Linked DNA regions of Sus scrofa: all the other regions are linked to region 2. Evidence: chromatin contacts called from public Hi-C and HiChIP or PLAC-seq data. All regions are on one chromosome and are shown on one strand. The core of a region is the stretch at or near the end of the contact, and the rest is flanking DNA. Distances in the headings are between cores, read along the strand shown.

The links. Hi-C and Micro-C count contacts between places; a contact is called where the count stands out from the background. HiChIP or PLAC-seq counts read pairs in DNA pulled down with a chosen protein or histone mark.
Region 1: a contact with region 2 is called in an H3K27ac HiChIP or PLAC-seq map of alveolar macrophages. The contact joins the promoter of XYLT2 here to the promoter of SPATA20 in region 2. A contact is called at or near these places in 1 of 47 Hi-C or Micro-C datasets (subcutaneous adipose tissue) and 1 of 2 datasets of contacts at active chromatin or transcription factors (alveolar macrophages).
Region 3: a contact with region 2 is called in a Hi-C map of skeletal muscle, with 4 times the contacts expected there. The contact joins the enhancer-like site here to the promoter of SPATA20 in region 2. A contact is called at or near these places in 2 of 5 promoter capture datasets (fetal skeletal muscle and liver), 21 of 47 Hi-C or Micro-C datasets (adipocytes, adipose tissue, alveolar macrophages and 13 more) and 2 of 2 datasets of contacts at active chromatin or transcription factors (alveolar macrophages and skeletal muscle).

The regions. Positions count from the first base shown.
Region 1 is chr12:26,639,320-26,642,491 of Sscrofa11.1, forward strand. XYLT2 (xylosyltransferase 2) reads left to right here and starts at 1,483. Exons shown (of 11, transcript XM_005668924.2): 1 at 1,483-1,739. The coding sequence starts at 1,605.
Region 2 is chr12:26,827,893-26,831,325 of Sscrofa11.1, forward strand. SPATA20 (spermatogenesis associated 20) reads left to right here and starts at 1,594. Exons shown (of 16, transcript NM_001159313.1): 1 at 1,594-1,714; 2 at 1,846-2,025; 3 at 2,150-2,214; 4 at 2,415-2,569; 5 at 2,647-2,790; 6 at 2,893-3,094. The coding sequence starts at 1,638.
Region 3 is chr12:26,970,707-26,973,866 of Sscrofa11.1, forward strand. It overlaps ABCC3 (canalicular multispecific organic anion transporter 2), which reads left to right. Exons shown (of 33, transcript XM_003131575.6): 32 at 2,392-2,586. Among named protein-coding and RNA genes, the nearest start is that of ANKRD40, 23 kb to the right of the region's middle. Within about 2 kb of position 1,780, at least 38 of the 83 cell types and tissues checked have an H3K27ac peak or open chromatin away from gene starts, as enhancers often do. A contact at or near this core is called in adipose tissue, epiblast stem cells, mesenteric adipose tissue and 3 more, where this site is marked.

The DNA.
Region 1 (3,172 bases), core at 233-2,732, 190 kb before region 2:
AAACAATTTTTTTAATCTTTAAATTTTTTTTGTCTTTTGTCCTTTTTTAGGGCGGCACCCACGGTATATGGAGGTTCCCAGGTTAGGGGTCTAAGAGGAGTTGCAGCCACCAGCCTACACCACAGCCACAGCAATGCCAGATCCGAGCCGTGTCTGCAACCTCCACCACAGCTCAGGGCATCGCCAGATCCTTAACCCACCGAGCAAGGCCAGGGATCGAACCTGCAACCTCATGGTTCCTAGTCGGATTCGTTTCCACTTCGCCACGATGGGAACTCCTAAACCGTTTCTTTTTTCAGACCTCTGTGTAGTGATTCTTAAAGTCTTCATTGCATATCTTCAGTCTTGGCATTGTTCTTTTTATTGCTTCCTGCTCACAGAGCTTGCGCCTGGCTACCCTGGGCGCTGCTGTCCGTCTTCTTCCCTTTCCTTTCTCAGTGCACCTGCCAGGTTTGGGGGAGGGTTCCAGGGGTTCAGGCCTTGTCTCCACGGTGCTTGAACATGTCAGATTTTCCAAAAATGGTAGGGCGAGCTGATGAAACGGAAAGTTGGACTGCACTTGCTCTTTCTTTCGCAGCGTTTATTGAGCATTGCTGGGTGTCCATTGCCGGGCTAAGGGTTCAAAGGTGAAGAAGGCATGATTCCAGAGAAATCGCAACCGAGTATATGAACAGTACGCGACTGCCCAGTGCTAGGGAAGCCTTTGGGGAGAATACCACCAATGAGAAGGGGGAGTGGAGCAGAGGGGCAGCTGCTAAGTGTTGGGCACAGGAAAGAGCTCGTGCGAAGGTCTAGTGATTCTCTAAGTGTGTTCCAGACTAGGAGCTTCAGCATCACCTGGGAACTTGAAAATTCGAATTCTCGGCTTCCACTCCCGACCTACCAAAGCAGAAACTCTGGGAATGGGGAACAGCAATCTGTTTTATCAAGTCCTCGGGGGTGATTCCGACAGCACCCCGTCAGAATCTGACAGAGAACCACCACGGCTCCAGTACAGGTCAGAGGGTGCTTAGAGGAGAGTGAAAGCAAGACTTTGCGAAGGGCCTCAGACGCCGGTCAAAGTAGTTAGACTTTGTTCCTTAGGTGCGGCCTCCAGGGTTTTTAGGCATGGGCTGTGGCACTCAATCTCCCCCAACTCAGCGCTTCTAGGAGCTCCAGCATTCTCTGTGCATTCGAGGACTGCGCGAGAGCTGATCTGCGCGGGGCTGAGCTCCCCCATCCCCAGCGACACCAGGCGGCTAGCCAGAGAGAGGTCGGGCCGCAGACTTATCCGCACCCTTGTTCCAGGAGGAGGTGACCACACACGTAGGAGCTGGTGCAGGGACCGAGACGCGGAAGGTACCGCCCGGGAAGCAGACCTGGAGAGGGAGGCCTGTACCCCGCCCCAAACACCAGGGAGCAGAGGCCGGCAGCTCCGCGGGCCCAGACTCCGCCCCTGGCCTGAGGGGCGCGGCATTTCGGGCCCGCGGGCCCCGCCCCTGGCCCCGCCCCCAGCGCGCGCCAGTCCCTCCTCCCTTGGGGCAAGTCGGTTCTGCCCGCGCCCGTGCGCGCGCCCGCGGCCGGGTTGCAGGGCTGGGCGCGCGCCCCGCGTCCGGGGCAGGAAGATGGTGGCGAGCGCGCGGGTGCAGAAGCTGGTTCGGCGCTACAAGCTGGCAATAGCCACGGCGCTGGCCATTTTGCTGCTACAGGGCCTGGTGGTGTGGAGCTTCAGCGTCCTGGAGGACGACGAGCCGGGCGAGGTGCTCCGATGGCCGGGCGGGCAGGCGGGCAGGCCCGGCGCGGGGGCGCGCGGGGTCCTGGAGGGGCTGCAGGCGGCCCCGGCCGGGAAGTGGGGCACCGGCCGACTGCGTCTCGCACGAGAGCGGCCGCCTGGAGCAGGACTTCAGACCCCTGGCGCTCCCTTCCCAGGAGGGCCCAGGGCCCTGTGCGTGGGGGCGGTGCGGGACCCGAAGGCCCGGGCCGCGGGGGACAGGGGCCCAGGAAGAGCGGAGCAGGTGTTAGTGGGGTGGTCTCCAGCCAGGGGAGCAATGAAGGTCAGGCGCTAGTGGCGGAGAGTGGGGCGGGGAGGCGGGTCCGGGTCCGAGCCTGCTCGGGAGATGGGGAGCCCCAGGCCAAACTTTCTGAAGTTGGGAGGGGGCGGGGGTTTGCGCGCCATGGGCAGAGGAATGGGGCGGAGGGACCCCAGGAATCCATGCCCAGCCACGCCTGAGGGGCACTGGCCAGTGAGGAAGTAGAGCTTGGGTGTGGAACTCTGACAACTGAGGGAAGAGGCAGGCAGTGACCCCAGGGGAGAGAATTGGAGTGTCCCTGAGGCGTGGCTTCTTCAGCCTGGGATCTGAGGAACCTGCTGGGTCTCCAGGAGAGGCTGGCAGAGGGCTTGAGCTGGTGAGATGGCCTCAGGACATTAGGAATTGGGGGCTGCCCCTCGAAGGGTGACAGCAGTAGCTGGTTTAGCAGAGCCCCAGGCCTGGGGCAGGGGCAAACCCTGTCCTGCTGAGTCCCTAGGCCCTTGCCCGGAGGGTCTCACTCACTCTTGGCTGTTGTGATTTCAGCTGGAGGTCCAGACCTGTCTTCCCTAACATGGTCGGAGGGTCCAGTGGGGTCTGGGACCACCTTGGAGGATGGGGGAGGATAGGCCAAACTCTGGCCCTAAGCTTTGGGCCAGAGGGCAGGCCTTCTCTGCCCTCATGCCTTGGTTCTGGTGCCTGTAGAGCTCTGTGTCAGACCCTCTGCTGGCCGTGTCCTTTCGGGCCCCTCCACCTGGACAGGTGAAGGCCAGAGGAGCCCTGATGTCCGCTTCCCCTTCCTGCATCTGGGCGGACTGGAAGGCCTGGGGTGGACACTGGGAGCTGCCTTTGCCTTTTTGGAAGAACCAAGAGACTGGGATGGTGAGGGGAGCTGGGACAGTGTCACACGAGACCCCAGCTCCAAAGGGAGCCGAGGGTGGGGGGTGGGGGAGGCTGACTCTGACATCTGAAAGGAGTGAGCTGTGGTTGGGTGATTAGGAGGAAGGGGAAGAGAATATTCTGGACTCAATGCGTGAAGATTCTTTGGGCAGATAAGCATTCTGCGATGGAAGGGGCTGCCGAGGAGTTGGGTAGTCCTGGGACCCTGGATTATGTGAGAAGAGGCTGGTGACCCCCCCTGGAGAGGGGCATGGCAAAGCCTGGGA
Region 2 (3,433 bases), core at 344-2,843:
ATTGACTGAATGCAACACGTGAGTTATGCCAAGTATCTAATAGGACGTAAAGTTGGCTCGTCATTATGATTCAGGGAAGGCTTCCTGGAGGAGGTGGGATTTGAGCAGGACGTTGAGGTGGAGAGGCAGAACAAGGGGGAAGCTGACTGGCCTGGAGCACCTGGACAAGCCACAGCTTTGCCTCTTGCTTCATTTCTCATTTATAAAACAGGCAAGGGAAAAAAAAAAGTGAACTTGTAGTTTGGAGTTCCCGTTGTGGCTCAGTGGTTAATGAATCCAACTAGGAACCATGAGATTGTGGGTTCCATCCCTGGCCTTGTTCAGTGGGTTAAGGATGCGGCGTTGCTGTGAGCTGTGGTGTAGGGTGCAGACATGGCTCGGATCCCGTGTTGTTGTGGCTGTGGCGTAGGCTGGCAGCTACGGCTCCGATTAGACCCCTAGCCTGGGAACCTCCATATGCCGTGGGAGCAGCCCAAGAAATGGCAAAAAGACAAAACAAACAAAAAACAAAAAACAAAAAAACAGGCAAGGTTAGACAAAATGACCAGAGGCTCTGGTGTTCCACAGCCCTGGCATCCTCACAGCCCTCCAGTTCTCCTCAGGAGGGTTATCCCAGCGCAGGCTGCTGTTTGAGGTCCAGCCCAGGGCGCCCCCGTTCTGGGCACAGACCTCCTCCCAAACCCGGGCTATCCGGCCTGCAGTCCCGCGACCGGCCACCGAGCGGCGCTCGGAGACCAGCCACGCGGCCCGCTGTTTTGGCGAAGACGCGCAGCGGCTGAGTCCGTGCCCGGGCCCGCCCCTCGCAGCCTCCGTCCCGCTCGCCTTTCCTGTCCGCGGCGTCCCAGCCCACGGCCGTCAGCAGCCATGCTGGGCGCGCGGGCCTGGCGGTGCCGCGGCCTCCTGCTGCCCCGCGCCGGGCCGGGCCTCGTCGCGAGCCTCAGGTACGGGCGGGCGAGGGGTGCCCTTGGGCCAGTCGTCCCACTTTGGTCCCCAGCGCCTGCCCGGCCAACCCCTTCATGCCTGCATTCTCCCCACCCTCAAGCCCTGTCCTGCCACCTGGCCCAGGGCATTAACGCCCTCCTGTCCTCCCCGCCAGCTGCGGGGACTCTGTTCTGACACCACCTCCAGGAAGCCTTCCTTGAACCCTGATGCTGGGTCAAGGGTCTTTGTCCAACAACACCCTGCTGGGCTGGCCTGTCACAGTCCTCATTGCTGCGGGGCTCTGTCATTATTTCGGTCTGCCCCACAGTGCCACCTGCCCAGGCTGAGCCCCTTGAAATCAATTTCTGAGTCTTTGGGGGTCGTGAGGGTCTGGCACAGGACCTGGCCCCCTGGAAGTGCCCTGTTGGTGGATGTTGAGTGAGGAAGTCCTGGGTGTCAATTTTCTTCTGCTTGCCCCTCACCCGGTGCAGTCCCAGACCCAGCAGTGGGCAGCCTTCCTGCCCAGACACACACACCCGGGCATTCCAGAGAGACCCGTCCAGCACGGCCACCTGGGGCGGGGCCCACTTAGGGGGAGAGAATGGAGCCAGAAGGACCGTTCTGCCCATTGTGACCCGCCCTGACCTCACAGCCATCACCCTTCCCACCACCAGGTCTGAGAGTTTGGGGGAGACGAACCTGGCAGGGAGCCCCCAATGAGCCACCTTTCTTCACCCCCCCCAAAACACAAGGGGGAGCACAAAGGCCACGGTCTCCCCCGTGGTTCAGAAAGGTGGGTTGGGCTGGGAGCTGGAGCTTCCAGGAGGGATGCCAGAGGGCAAGGTGGGGTGGGACGGGGCTCTGGGGTAGGTGTAGGGGGAGGTTGGGGGGAACCTCTGAGCCTGACCCACCTGCTCGTGCCAGGGGTAGCTCCCCCCGGGACAAGGACCGCAGCGTGACAGTCAGCAGTTCAGTGCCCATGCCTGCCGGAGGGAAAGGGAGCAGGACCAACTGCTCCCAGTCCGCGCCCCAGAAGACCCCCAACCGCCTGATCAATGAGAAGTCACCGTATCTCCTGCAGCATGCCTACAACCCTGTGGACTGGTGAGTCCCTCTCCTGAGGCCTCCCGGGGCAGCTGGACCCTCAGCCCCTCCTATCCCGCCCGCCCCTCCCTCCCCCCCCCCTCGGCCCAGGCTAGTGAGTGATGCCCCACCCTGTCGGGCCCAGGTACCCCTGGGGACAGGAAGCCTTTGACAAGGCCAGGAAAGAAAACAAGCCAATTTTCCTTTCAGGTACTGTACCCCCCTTCCCTGCGATGGGCGGTGGGAAGTAGTGATGGATGGGGGGTAGGGGAAGGGTCTTCTGGGCCTGGGGGCCTCCCAGGAAACTAGAGGTCAGGGTGTCTTCAGCCCAGCGAGGGGGGGGGCGCTTGGCTGGCCCTCCTGTGCCCATCACTGGCCCCCCCTCCCCCGCCCCCATGGCCCCATTCCAGTGGGATACTCCACCTGCCACTGGTGCCACATGATGGAGGAGGAGTCCTTCCAGAATGAGGAGATTGGCCGCCTGCTCAGTGAGGACTTTGTCAGCGTGAAGGTGGACCGGGAGGAGCGGCCAGATGTGGACAAGGTGTACATGACCTTCGTGCAGGTGCGTGGTCTTCCCCTGGAGGGGGGTGGCCCGGGCCCACGGTGCCGCCCCCCTCACTCTTGCCCTCTCTCTGCCAGGCCACCAGCAGTGGTGGGGGCTGGCCCATGAGTGTGTGGTTGACTCCCAACCTACAGCCCTTTGTGGGGGGCACCTATTTCCCCCCTGAGGATGGCTTGACCCGAGTCGGCTTCCGCACCGTGTTGTTGAGGATTCGGGAGCAGGTGGGCACAGCGGAGTGGGGGTGGGGGTGATGATCGGGGGGGAGGGAGCCAGGGGTCCCCACCCGGTGCTGACCTCCAGGTGTGCCCTCCACCCTCCCGCAGTGGAAACAGAACAAGAAAACCCTGCTGGAAAACAGCCAGCGTGTCACCACAGCTCTGCTGGCCCGGTCGGAGATCAGCATGGGTGACCGCCAGCTGCCACCCTCCGCTGCCACCATGAACAGCCGCTGCTTTCAACAGCTGGACGAGGGCTATGATGAGGAGTATGGCGGCTTCGCCGAGGCCCCCAAGTTCCCCACGCCGGGTCAGTGCCCCTCGCCCTGCGCCCACGCCAGCCCCGGCCTGGGCTTTCGAGACCCACCCAAGTCGGTGCTCTCCTGACCCCTGTCTTGGTTGTCAACCTCGCACTCTCCTGCCTGGCCTGGGACCTCCTGACCCCCAGCCTGTGTGTCGGTAGCTATCGGAGTGAAGACCTGACTTTGGTCTTAGCAGGGATCCTCTGATGGCTGACCTAGATAGCAGTCCTCTGTCCTCTGGGTGGACCGGTCAGGGACCTGCGGACCCTCCGCCTGTCCAGAAAGACTGCCTGTTGAGCAAACCCCTAGCGGCAGCCCAGCCACAGGCCTCATCGCCCTGCTCGCTG
Region 3 (3,160 bases), core at 530-3,029, 140 kb after region 2:
CACGGCAACACCAGACCCTTAACCAACTGAGCGAGGCCAGGGATCGAACCCACAACCTCATGGTTCCTAGTCGGATTCGTTTCCGCTGCGCCACGACAGGAACTCCTCAGGGGAATTTTTTTTATATTGAGTGTATTCTGTGTGCCCAGCACTGTGCACACTAACTCTTTCTTTACACAAGCCCCAGAGATAGTCCATGGTCCCACTTCACAGATGCAAATACCTCAGTAGGGCCAAAATCACATAGATGGGAGATTTCAACCAGGTCTGGGAGATTCCAAAACTCTCTTCGGTCCTCTCTTGTGAGGTTCAGTACTGTGCTTGGCCTGAGGAGGGGGGTGTGGACTGAACCTGTGGAAAAGATAAGCAGAAACCTACTGTGCTTTGGAGAAATCTTATATATTTCCTGAGGTGGATGCAATCTTGTCTGTGGTTTAGAACTGAGCAAAGTAAGCACTGTAGGCCTTTCTTTGCTTCATTATGGCCCCAGATTTTACGTCCCCAGTCCCTGGGCCATGTATCAGGGAGGGCCAGAGTCACTTCTTCCTGAGTCCAAAGGCTTGAGATACTTATACCTGTATTAGCTGTGTGATTTGGGGCAAGTTGCTTAACCTCTCTGTGCCTTCTTTTCCTTCACTCTCAAATGGTGATAATAACATTCCCATAACTTTTAGGACCATGTTGCCCAATAAGGATATAATGTGAGTCACGTGTGTAATTAAAATTTTCCTAATAGCCACATTAACAAAAGAAATGGATGAAATAAAATTTAATCGTTTATTTTATTTAGCTCCATATATCTAAAATATTATCTTTTCCACATATCACTGATATAAAATTATTACAAATATCTTACATTTTTTTCCTATTAAGTTTGAAATTGCGTGTGTATTTTCACACTTACAGCACACCTCAATTCAGACTCGCCACCTTTCAAGTGGTCAGCAGCCACTTGTGGCCAGTGGCTATCATTTGGACAGAGCTGTCTCAGGGTCACTGTGATAAAGTGGAAAACCCTTAGCCTGGATACACTCCTGAGAAATTCAGCCCTTCTTATTATTCCGCTCAGTCCCTACCCGTGGACTCTCTCCAGACCTCAAAAACAAAAACAAAAACCTGTACATTTGCTCAGCCCTTAATAATGTTCAAGGCACGCTGGCCTCCACTATCGCCTTTCATCTTTACTGCAGTCCGAAATGAGGCTCCAAAGTATAAAGTTATCTGCCCAAAGCTGCTCAGCTAGCAAGGGGTGGGGCAAGGACTCAGGGAAGTGGGGGGTTTTGCCCCGAACCTTTCCTTGCTGCATCATAGACACTGGCGGGACGCCCCTGCCTCCCCAGGCAGCCCTGTAAGACGGAATGTGCACTTACGCAGCCCCGTTGTGGTGGCTGATGGACACGCCTAGGCTTCCGGACCCTGTGCCCCATAGCTGGGTTTTGGTCCCTTCTCCTATCCCTGTTTGCCATCAGCGGTTCCCCCAGAGCCACCCCTCCATCCCCGCAGATACCAGGACCCAAGACAGGGATCCACCCCCCTCCTCCCTCACTGTGCTTGTAGCCACTTTAAATCTAACCTGTGTCCTGTGCCAGTCCCACCATAAATCAGCCCTGAGTTCTATCTGGCGGCTTGTTCTGCTGCCAAAACCTTCATTAGTTGCGGGAATGGGCCGGGGAGAGAGCCTGGCCTTCGCTCCGGCTGCGGTGACTCACCCCTTAGGGAAGGGCCAAGGTATTTGTCCTTGGGTGTGGGGGTGCTGCCGTCTCTGTGGTTGGGAACACAGCCTCACTTTGTTCTCGAGCTCTGGCTTCCAAGGCAGGAAGTTAAAGGTATGCAGCCCGCCCCTCCTCCACCTGCCTAGTGACCAGACACCGAAGAGTCCCTCAGGTCCTCCTCTGCCCTGTCCCTTCCTTGTTCCCACAACAGAGCCCTGGCCTATATTCCCCATGGGGGTGGGAGATGACTGCATTGTGTGATATTAGGCTCAGCAAGATAGCGGGAGGCACGAAAATATCCAGGAAGAGTCATTTACGTGTGTTCTTACTAAGGTGTAAATGACTAATTGAAGCAGAGAAACATAGTGACACTAGTTGAGGAGCGATGACGGGGAAGAAGGCACAGAAGGAGGAGGCCAGGGGTGCCAGAGACAGACTGGGGATTTCACAATGTTGCTATGTACTGGCTCTGCCCCCAAGGCCCCTCATTATCCCTGTGATGTCCAGACCTCAACTCTGGGTTCCAGGAGTCCTGGGCTAAGGCAGAAATGGGAGAAGTCAGACCGAGAGCCAGCCCTGGGCCACTGGGAAGGAGTGGAGACAGAAACAATTGGGGAGTGAGGCCTGGGGGCAGGTTGGGGGCGCCCAGCTGGAGATGCCTTACCTTTCCCATTCTCAGCGTGGGCCAGCGGCAGCTCGTGTGCCTGGCCAGAGCCCTGCTTCGTAAGAGCCGCATCCTGGTTTTAGATGAGGCCACAGCCGCCATCGACCTGGAGACGGACGACCTCATCCAGGCCACCATCCGCACCCAGTTCGAGGCCTGCACGGTGCTGACCATCGCGCATCGGCTCAACACCATCATGGACTACACCAGGTGGGGCACGGGAACCACCCGGGGGGGACCTGGTGGGGTGGCCCGGGCCATAGAGAGGTGGCAGGCAGATGAAGGACATCTGGTTGTGTGGGTATGGGACCATTTGTGGGATGGTCTAGGGTATGGGGGGAGTGCAGAACAGAGGGGGTTAGCTGGGCACCGGGGGCACAGTGATGTTTTCTGAAACCCAAGGGACACTTTGGTGTTACCAACATGTGGGGGGGCACGCTGGGGCTCCCTAGACATAGTCCACTTTCTCCCAGCCTCTTATTAATGCTATGAGGTGAGGGGATCCAGATCCATTGGGCCAAATCCCATCCCCACCCTGTGAGGTGGGTGTACAGACTAGGAAGCCACTGAGGAAAGGTGCATGATGCTTGGGTCCCTGCCTTGATGGGACCCTGATGGCACCATGTGGAGCAGATGTTTTGTGGTGGAAAAACTGAGGAGTCTCAGGCCCAGCTCTGCTGCTGACTGGTTTGTGACCTTGGGCCATTCGCAGAACCTTCATGAACTTCTCTCTCTCTCTGTTGGGGTTGTTGAAAGCAGTCAATGAAATCAAGCGTTTAAAGTG